Regions from separate parts of the Sus scrofa genome. Here region 1 is linked to region 2. Evidence: chromatin contacts called from public HiChIP or PLAC-seq data. All regions are on one chromosome and are shown on one strand. Each heading gives the region's core, a stretch centred on a gene start, on an enhancer-like site or on the middle of the called end of the contact. The rest is flanking DNA. Distances are from core to core; before and after follow the strand shown. Region 1 overlaps FGGY (FGGY carbohydrate kinase domain-containing protein). Region 2 overlaps FGGY (FGGY carbohydrate kinase domain-containing protein).

Region 1 (5,402 bases), core at 1,944-4,443, 200 kb before region 2:
AAAAAAAAAATGTATACACATTTCAGCCAACTCCCAACACAGTGCAACAAAGAGCAGGGAGAATTCTGTTTATGAATGGGGGCTTTTAGCATTTCACGTCTATTTTTGCACTTCTCAGACTGAACTGCAATGAGCTGTTTGCCTCTCCTAAGAAATGGCGAGGAACCAAGTCTTATCTGAAAGGCGGTCAATAAACATGTAATGTGTGCATAGACCTGGAAGTCAGGAAAACCTGCTTTTCACCGCTGTTAGGTCGCATCCTAGCCACCATGTACCTTTGAATCTTTCTGAGATTCACCTTTCTGTAAATAGAGAGAATCACATCCACCAGAGTTTTATGTTAGTCTTAAGTGGTATAACACATATAATGATCCAAAAACATAACATGCTCTCCAGATACATGAAACAACAAATGGTTTTTACGCCAATGTTTTTGGGGACAGTGGACAGATGTGACTCCAAAGACCTGGGTATCAGGTCCATCTAGACCTTACCCTTCATCAGCTCTGTCTCCCTCGTGAGCTTTTCTTCCTCTTCCCTCTTGGATTGGTCTCACTCACTGCATCTCTCGGGGTCAGCTCAAGCATTTCTATGTGTATTATGACAATTTTTATGCTGCCGAGTTTCAAATGTTCATCCCAAACTCATACCTTGTTCCTGAGTTTCTTTCACACAGGACATTTGACCTGAATTTCTAATCATCATGTCCAAAATAGAACCTGTCATCCCCCTCATCCTAACTTGTCCCCATCTCAATGAATGGTACCCTCTTTACTCAACCAGTAACCAGTAGGACAGCATTCTCGTTTTTTGTTTTTTTCTTTTATGGCCACCCCAGGGCACATGGAATTCCCAGACCAGGGATCAGATCCAAGCTGCACTTGTGACCTATGCTGCAGCTGCAGTAATGCCAGATCCTTTAACTCACTGTGCTGGGCCAGGGATCGAACCTGCACCCCAGGGCTCTAAATACGTTGCTGATCCTGTTGAGCCACAGTGGGGACGCCCAGCTTAGCATTCTTGACTTTTTGATCTCATTCATCTGTTTCACATAAGGTTGCATGTGTTGTTAACTCTATTTTTCAAACACAAGCTCTTGTGCTTCTCCCCACTGCCACTATATTAGTCAATCAATTTCATTTTCTTGCTTGGATTTATTATAATAGCAATTAATTAAATTAGGTTTCAAATATTGTCCTTCCCCCTGCAACCCTGCAAGCCCTATTCAGAGACTCCAACTTCCATACCTCCAACACAGTGATCTATCTTTCTTTCTTTCTTTGCCCACACCTGCAGCATATGGAAGTTTCCAGGCTAGGGGTCAAATTAGAACTGCAGCTGCCCACCTGCACCACAGCAATGCCAGATCTGAGCTGCATCTGCAACCTACACCACAATTCATGGAAATGCCGGGATCGTATTCGCACCCTCGTGGATACTAGTGAGCTTCCTTACCACTGAGCCACAATGGGAACTCCTGATCTTTCTAATACACAAACCTAATTAAATCACTTCCCTTATGTACATCTTTAGATGCTCCCCATGGCATATGAGACCTGGCTTTGATCTATTTGGCCTAATCATACATGTGGTCATATCCCCCAGCCTTTGTCCCATCATTTTTGATGGCAGTGAGTCCATAAAAGCCTAGAAGTTCCTCAAGTGAACCATCTTCTTCCTCATCTCCAAATCTTCATAAATTCTCTTCTTTCTGTCTAAAAAGGCTGCCTCTCTCACCTTCCCCTGACTAATGCTTACATGTCCTTTTATAAGACTCTGTTCTGTATTACCCGCTCTGGGAAACCTTCTCTAAATTCTGACTTCTTCCCCAGTGCTGGCTTGGCTGCTCCTCCCCGTGTCTTCCCTTAGCTCTCTGTACTTCCACGTTGTGTCCTAACACATGTTACATAGGTCAATGTACATGCCAAGATCTGTAAATACATACATAATACATACTTCATGTGCCATGTGTCGTATGCCTTGCAAATGCCAACATCATCCAAATGCCGGGCATGGCTACCATTATTATTAACATGACAACCTCACCAGCATGAAGAGCAACAACAGACTATAACCATACATCCAATCAGCTATAAGGGAAACGTGGTTAATAAAGCTCAGGCTTGCCAAAGTTTCCTCTCCTCTATTTGGAGGTTTCTGGAAAGGTTCAGAGTTGGTCCTTCTGAGAAACCCAATCCCTTTATTTCTGAGCAAAACAAGAATACATGAAACCTGTTCACAGATCTTCAGTGGTCTGACTGAACAGGAAAGGCGCCAAGCAACTGTGTCATCCAACCAAACGGTCCCCAAATTTGGGATGGAGGGAGGCTGCCAAGTATCGTTTGCAATGTCCTGAATTATTCGCAAAGGATTTAAGACTCCTTAAACTTTCATCTTTATCATTCTTCATTCATCATCATTCTGTCATCCATATATGATCACAACAGAAATGTCATTCATATGTTTCTCATCTACTTACCTCAATGCACCCAAAGTTAATTGCAAGAGAGACCGAACCCCCAAAAAAACTTTGAGGTTCTCCTCAAGTTCCCCCTGATTTTCTTTCCCCTGTGGACAAGAAACCACACGTGGCCTTTCCTAAACCAATGCCTGACTGGCTCCAGGGAGCTCAGACTGGCTTCGGCTTTGGAAGCTCTGAGAGCTGTCTGACCCCAAAGATGTAAAATCATGTCTTATATCTTTTTCACAGTCCCAACAATCTGTGGTGGGTGAACATTTACTAGTTTCTTCTGTGGTGGGGGAGGGGTAGGCGGGGTGGAGGGGAAGGAGCTTCGGGGGGGGGGGTGCCCAGTCTACACAGTAGCTAATCATCAGAGGGATTCTTAGCTCTGTTGCTCTGATGTCACATAGCAAATTGGACCCTTAAAGTCAGAACCATATTTTCTATTTCTGTCACATCCCTCATGCGTGAGCCAAGCACTAACTATCAAGTGGTTCTCAAATATGGCCCAATCAATGCTCTTTTGATTCTAAACTGGCTGTTAGGAAAAGCAGCTCTGGCCTATAGAATTTAGGGTTCCTTTGAAAAGATGCCTGGGAGCAGCCTCACAGTCAAGGCTGATGAGCAGGGACAGAGGAGAATGACATAGCTTTTTCCCCTGTGACAAGACCTTGGCACCTATGACACAGTGCTTCCATTGGCCATGCTCTGATTTTGACTTCTGGGTTGCTGGGGACAGGTTCTCTCCCTGCCCTGCTCCTGTTTAGTTTCTGTGTTTCCCTTATTAAGACCAGAGTCTGGCCTGAGTTATTGTCTCAACAATGTGACCACTGACTTTTGATTTTCTGGTTCGACTCTCAATTTTCTGTCTCAACTTGCTGTGTGACCTTGGCCCTTGGGGTGTTCATCTGAAAAATGGGGCAAACAGGACCTCTTTTCACAGACTTGTAAAGATTAAATGTGACACAGTCTATTATAGGCATTGGTACAGTGCCTGGTACATTCAGTGACTCAGGGAAACGTAGCCTGTATTAATATCATCACCTCCATACTGGCCAAAGTGTACTTCTTATTTATGGATTGGTGTACACAGGGGTGTTTAATTTTAAAAAGTACGATCTGATACCATCTTGACTAGAATGCTAAAGTAGGGTACAGATGTTGTACTGACTCTAGAGAAGAGAAAGCGAGATAAGAAACTATCACCTGGATTCATTTCTACTGGGAAGATCTGTCACTGGGATTAAACACAATTGAGGCTTTACCTTGTTAACAGCTTATTATATAAAGGCAAAGAGAATGTAGGCTGTTTTATTTATTTATTTTGTCTTTTCTAGGGTCACACTTGCATCATATGGAGGTTCCCAGGCTAGGGGTCTAATCGGAGCTATAGCCGCTGGCCTACACCACAGCCACGGCAACTTGGGATCTGAGCCGTGTCTGAGACCTACACCACAGCTCACAGCAATGCCAGATCGCTTAACCCACTGAGTGAGGCCAGGGATTGAACCCACAACCTCATGGTTCCTAGTCAGATTTGTTACAGCACCACGATGGGAACTCCATAGGCTGTTTTATAATGGGGCCTCTTTCAATAAAAGTCACAATTTCTGTGCATGTGCATCCATTGTTGCCTTTTGCAAGCACTCCCCAAAGACCCCACTCCTGCTAATCAGGTTTAGTTCAAGGGAATTTGGGCCATGTCCATACAAGACTAAACCTAAAGAATCCTGATCCTGGAGTTCCGGGAGCTGTAATGTAGGTCGCAGATGAGCTGTGGTGTAGGTCGCAGACTCGGCTTGGATCCTGAGTTGCTGTGCTCTGGCATAAGCCTGTGTGGCTACAGCTCCAATTAGACCCCTAGCCTGGGAACCTCCATATGCTGCGCATGCAGCCCTGGAAAAATACAAAAAGAGCAAAAAAAAAAAAAAAAAAAAAAAAAATCCTGATCTGCAGAACTCTCTCTCTCCATTTTTGGCCTCACAAAAGAAGAGACGGCTAACCTGGCTGGGCAAACAGAACTAGAAACTACCTATAGCTACATGGATGGCTCCCCCAGTGAGCGACTGCAGAACTGTTATAAACTGAGAAGCGTTTGTTGAATATCAGCCGAGGGGCATAGGATGAAGGAGGTTATCTCTTACATTTTCTCTACAACAATGGAGACTGTAGAGAGTGATGGTTGGATGAAGGAGGTCAGGAGAAGGGAGATGGGGAGTCGGGGTGTGAAACCTACCCTTGCTTGGCTACCTACTATGTCACAGGGGCAGTGCCCAGGTGGCACATGGGGCAGCATGGCCACAGCAGACAGGTGATCATGACCCTCCGTGCTGCCATTTCTGGATGAGGCATGCAGGGTGCTGCAGAGCCACCACCGTCACATGAAGTGACATGACCTAAAGCCTCTCTGTCCTCCCACAGGGAGCAGGGGCCCCTGAACACACATTCCCCCCACCCAAGGTGCTGGGCAAGCCAGTGTCGGACTTGCTTTTGATGGGAAAGAGAACTGAGCTTCAGAGATATTAACTCAAGTTTCCAGCCTCCAAACAAGACAGAACCAGGATTTAGACTCAAATCAGAGCCAAGAATCCGTATCTTTTCTGAGACACTTTCAGAGGAAATAAAAAAGAGGTTGTGTAAAGGAGAGACAGGCAGGGAGCACCCTTTTCAACGTCTGGTCTGGAATCAGCCCAGCTCCTCCTAGACCTCAAGTGGAATATGTCCTTTGCAAATTCAACAGACATGACGGGATATTACTATACTGGGTGGGAGCAGAAGAGAAGGAGAGAGAGAGCCCACACACTCCAGCGCTATCTTTTCTTCTTCACATTCAATAGCAGTTCTTTAAGAATGTTAAGGGGAGGGGGGGAATCCCATGTTAAAAAAAAAAAGAAAGTACTTAAAAATTGTGTTCCTAATTGCAATGTATACATGTAAGGAT
Region 2 (5,406 bases), core at 2,702-5,201:
AATCAGTTAACAAACAATGCTGAGCTAATTAGTAGTAATCAGGGCGGTACACCCTTGTGGTTACAAGCCTGGATTCTAGGGCCAAGTGGCCTGGATTCAAGTCCCAGCTCTGTCCCTCATCAACTATGTAATCTCAGTCAAGATCCTTGGCCTCTCTGAGCCTCAGTTTTCTTTCCTGTAAAATACGCATGGTAATTATAGGGATAACACATAACACAGGGATACTGGGAGGACTGAAGGGGCTCGTATAAATGAGGTGCTCACAACAGCGCCGGTACATGTTAAATACTCTGTTATTACTGTAAAATACCACTAATGTCATATTATACCTTTTCTACCAGAAGAGGTAATTGTTCTTCTAGAATTATTACTGTGTCAACCCTAGTGTTAGGTCTTGGGATAGAGCCGTAGGCCAAACGTGCAACATCCTGTGCTCATGAAGTTAAAATCTAGAGCAAGAAAGAAAGACACAACTTAACTAGTTGTGTACAAAGTGTCATATGCTTAAATCAGAGGGCCGAAAGCAGGGACACAAAGGGAAAACTCTACGAAGTCATTCCAAATTGAAGATCAGTCAGACATTATTAAGAACATTTCTTAAATTGGATGAAAAACCAACAGAAAAACATGATTCTGTGTAATCATACCATACAGCTCTTAGAGAGCAAACGACTGTGGCTTTTAAAATAGAAAATTCTTTCCAATCAATCTCTCCCAAATTTCTTTGTATCTAACATGCATCACATAGTCTCCAAACCATTTCAACAAAGGCCAGATCCCAGGGCCAGAAGGAGGTGGCCCTTTCACTGCAGACCATACAAGTGGTGGAGACAAGTGCACTTTGAGAGGAACCAGCGTTTCCATCCTTTCTCCCCTGCTAGAAAGTTGGGCCACAGCAAGGGGCATCACTTTGGAGCCATGCAGACCGAGGTTCAGATCCAGCCTCTGCTCCTTAGTGGCTGTGTGATCTTGAACTTGTACCTTGACCTCTCTGAGCCTCGGCTTCCTCATTTGTAAAAATGACACACTATGATGATATAAAAAGAAAAACCCTTTCCAATCAACACCCCCCCCCGAATTTCTCTGCACCTAATATGCATCTGCACGCTGCAAAGGTAAACTGTGGTTTCTTCATCCAAAGGGTTCCTAAGCTAGTAGAAGAAAAACATGTGCCCAGAAATAATTACAGTACAACCAGAAAAGTAGTTTCAAAGGGAAAAAACAAAAAACAAAACAAAACAAAAAAAACCTAGAGGAACAATGAAAAGGGAGGGCCTAACTGCCCTGGGGGAGTCTGAAGGGCTCCACAAACAACAGGACATTTAAGACGGGTCCTGAAGGATGAGTAACAGCTCAGCCAGGATAAAAGCAGGCAGATGCCGTTCTGGAGAGGGAACGGTATGTGCAAAAGCAAGAAGACATGAAAGGGCCCCAGGATGTGTGAGACGGCTGACGGGGCTGGAATGTTGGTGTATGATGAACACTGGCAGGAAATAAAGACAGCTCACTTCTCAGTTCTGTGAAAATAGCACCAGTTTTCCAATTAACAAAGTCTATTTGAAGCCGTTTGAAGGATGGCCAAAGACGCTAAGGAGATGGATGCATAACGGGACCGTCTGTGGGCTTTTTAATGTAAGTCTAAAGTTGTCCTTGCACTATCCCCCTCAGAAGGTCAATGTTTTAATGGCAGGCACTGGTATTTGGCACCATCTATGTGGGTCTCAGGTACCAGTAACAAATAACAGCAAGAGCCGCGAGGGCAGCTGACATCTCCCGAGTCCTCAGCACGCTGGCCTATAAGCTCTATCCATGTGAACTCTTTCAATCCCCACAGCAAGCCCATAGAGTACAATGAGGGAAACAACGTGCAAAAGATGTAAGAGACTTGCTCCTGGTCACACGATTAAGTCCCAGGGCTGGCGTGCCACCCCAGAGCCCAAACTCAACGGCTACTTTGAGTTCCCTCCTCCGTGCAAGGTGCTCTCATGTCACTTCCTGGGACAAATCCCCATCTTAAAGGGCCTGAAGCTTTTACATGGGGAACTCAAAGAAAGGAATACAAAATTATGAATATAAAATCAGGTACCATAATGAAGGTTTACAATGAGGAAAAAAAAAAACTAAAATAAGTGGAACCTAGGGCATTTAGATTCCCTTTTCCTGAGATGAGAAATGCCTACACAGAAGTCCTTCCTGACTGCAACCCCTCCCCACCCAGAACATTCTACGACTCCCAACAGCTACCTGCACTCATGGGGCCCATGCAATCCGAGGTCCCCAAAGCTTCAATTTCAATGCATTTCCTTCAGGGGAAGCCCATCTCCACCACTGCCCAAAAGTCTCTTAAATTTTCCCAAACCATTTCGACAAAGCCCAGATCTCAGGGCCAGAGGGAGGGGGGCTTTTCACTGCAAACCAAACAAGTGGTGGAGACAAATGCAGTGTGAGAGGAACCAGGATTTCCATCCTTCCTCCCTTGCTGGAAGATTGAGCCACACCAAATGACATCGCTTAGGAGCCATGCAGACCTAGTTTCAGATCCAGCCTCTGCTCCTTCATGGCTGTGTGATGATGAACGTGTCCCCTGTCTTGGTTTCCTCATCTGTTAAAATGATACAAGGATCAAATCGGATAACGGGCATGCTGCCCAGGAATGCCAGCTCCCTTTCCTCTGGGTACACCTTTCTGTGCTTTCTCCCCCTTTTTGCCCAACTCTTGGGATGGGTAGGTCGGTCCTTTGTCTATGCTTTCAGCGTATTCTGTAGAGATCTCCGCTGGAGCACATCATTCTCTTATTCATTCAGCAAGTACCCCCTGGAAGCAAAGATGAACGTGGACATGCAACTGTCCTCAAGAGGCCTGCATCTGGTGAATAAGCAGGGAACCCTTCTCTACCATGACAGAGATGCTCCTTGATGGGCTGGAGCCATGCCTCCTCCTCGGACACGGGGCAGGTCAGACCCAAATGAAAATAATCGAGTCGGCCTCCCACCTCCCCATCTCCCGGCCAGCACTTCACCTCACCCCTCTCTCGGCTCTGCTCTCATCAGGCCCAGCCATGCTGGTCCACACATCCTCTGCATGCCTGGATCAATGAAGTTTGGTTTTACAGGGCACTGGGCCCATTGTTGGCTCTCACCTCAAGAACAAAGAAGAATACTGGCCCTTCCAAGGCAAAACAAAGGCCGACTTCTCCTCCATGGTTCCCTTTTCCTTTATGGGCAACAGTATGCAGACCCCTGGCCCTCCACTGAACTACATTTAAAACAGCTTTTGTGAAGGGTGGACACAGCGGCCATTTTTGTGTATGTGCCTGCCCGCAGCAATGAACTGATTGTAACATGAACAACGTGCACTTCTTCCCACTTCTGACAGAATAGATGACATTGTGCTGAGGGCCAGGGAGGGGGTGGGGGCCTAACGAAAAAAAAAAAAAAAAGCCCTAAGGTTTATTACAAGGAATTCTGATAAAAAGCACTTCGAAGCCTCTTTCCCATCATCAAAAAACCACACTGGGCAAGATCAGAGCTTAACAGCCGACAAAAAAACACATTCAATCCCTGAGATCATTTTCCTGAAATAGAAAACTACATATGTTTCTCAAATTTCATATCAAGCCACTGCAGAGGCCAGACTGCAGGGCTGAACTGGGCCAAAGTCGGGGGGGGGGAGGGGGGGGATGGGATGGGAAAGGGAGTAAACAGAAGAAAACGAGCCCATTCTTCCACATCACCACGTTTCTCTAGCACAATCTAAACTTACAAACACCCCCAGTTTCACAGAACTTGTAGTTAGGGTTGCTTATCGGGCAGTCTTTACTTTGTCAAATTAAGACACATTGCCTTGGATTAGCAAGACTCCTTAAATTCAAAATGACTTCATGGTTGGCTCGGAGTTCAGTGTCTCTAGGGCCAGCCGCCAGGAACATATCCACTGCGGAGCCCCGCTCCTCTCCATATGACCTGCCTGACTTTTCCATGGAGACAGCAGAGCAAAATCCCAGGCAGACAGGCTGTCAGTGTTAATTAAAAGTCCAAACACCTCTTTAGAAACTATCTGCAGCTCAATATTTATACAGAGTATAAGACTCCTAACAGGCAGGGCCGGAGAGGGGAGCAGGAGGTTGAGGGCGGAAATAGGTTTGACTGGCATTTGGAACCCATTAATTTTTAAAAGACAGGCTGCCACTCTAGGTAGGACTGAGAGAGGTTCAAAAACGTAACGAAACCAGAAAGATGAATGAGCTGAAGATTGTTTAGAAAGCCCGGGGAGAGTGCTCAGCTTTTGAAAAGAATAATATCTGGGCAATAATGAGAGCTGACACTTTTTAGTGGTGAATGCAGTTTTTGGCACATTTTAACAATGCAGGTTGACAATGTTTCATATTTAACAAAAGGAAAAGCAATCTTCTAAATGACTTGGGAACAAAGGGCTCCCTGACTGCAATTTCTTAATAACATTTAAGAATTCTCTTCAAAGGCCCTTGACTATAATTTAGAGCAAGGAAGAAAAATGAAGAAAACAAGAAAAAAAGAAGGTGTATTTAAAAAATAATAAACTAACTAGAAGAGGTGAAAAAAGAAGACAAGGATACAGCATTCTGACACTAAATTATATCCCAAAGGGTTGAATTTAATGTCAGGCTTTTATAATACTTCTTCCAATAACCTGAGCTTTAAGAAAGAAGTCAAAGGGAGACTTTGGTCGACACCATTACTTTTGGACTCAGAGGTTCAGTCCAGGGAGGGGCTAAATGGATCACCTAATCCAGCCACCACACTCTGCAGACAAACTGAGCACCAAGGGCCCAGGGTTACCTGGCTGGACCAGATATTTCTTCCAAGTTTCAAACCATGCCACCAGGTGTATTTTATGCTATGTGTCCTAAGGCCTCACCATCAAGGCCACAGAGTTCTTACAGTATCCAAGACTGAATATTGACACCGTTAATCAGACTGAAACTCAGAGGCTACCTAGAATCACACAAGTACAGCATATCCAAAAGTTCACAAGAGTTCACCTACAGTGGCAGCCATCCAGGATAGCAAACTGATTTAAGAGGCCACCAAGACCAAAATGTCCTGTCCCTCCCAAGGAAGGCCTTCCGGGGTCAGAGAAAAGAACTCTAAACAATATATGACTTGGATATGGTCCCCTTAAAACCTAACCCCTACTTCACTTAGCAGTTTCACCCTCACAGCAAGAACCTTCCGGGATTCTGTAATAGCACCTGGAAAACGTGATCTCTATTCTTGAGCATTTTTACAGTTTCAAAACATTTTCAGCAGGAGTTCCCTGATAGTTCTGAGGTTTAAGGATCTGGTGTTGTCACTGCTTTGGCTCTGTTTACTGCTGTGACACAGGTTCAATCCCTGGCCTGGGAACATGCCATGGGTGCAGTCAAAA

What was found. HiChIP or PLAC-seq counts read pairs in DNA pulled down with a chosen protein or histone mark.
Region 1: an H3K27ac HiChIP or PLAC-seq map of skeletal muscle shows a contact between it and region 2. The contact joins two enhancer-like sites. A contact is called at or near these places in 2 of 47 Hi-C or Micro-C datasets (both in skeletal muscle) and 2 of 2 datasets of contacts at active chromatin or transcription factors (alveolar macrophages and skeletal muscle).

What each region holds. Positions count from the first base shown.
Region 1 is chr6:152,921,893-152,927,294 of Sscrofa11.1, forward strand. The region is part of intron 8 of FGGY (FGGY carbohydrate kinase domain-containing protein); the gene reads right to left. Among named protein-coding and RNA genes, the nearest start is that of HOOK1, 220 kb to the left of the region's middle. Within about 2 kb of position 3,194, at least 3 of the 83 cell types and tissues checked have an H3K27ac peak or open chromatin away from gene starts, as enhancers often do. A contact at or near this core is called in skeletal muscle, where this site is marked.
Region 2 is chr6:153,122,275-153,127,680 of Sscrofa11.1, forward strand. The region is part of intron 5 of FGGY (FGGY carbohydrate kinase domain-containing protein); the gene reads right to left. Among named protein-coding and RNA genes, the nearest start is that of FGGY, 88 kb to the right of the region's middle. Within about 2 kb of position 3,952, at least 40 of the 83 cell types and tissues checked have an H3K27ac peak or open chromatin away from gene starts, as enhancers often do. A contact at or near this core is called in skeletal muscle, where this site is marked.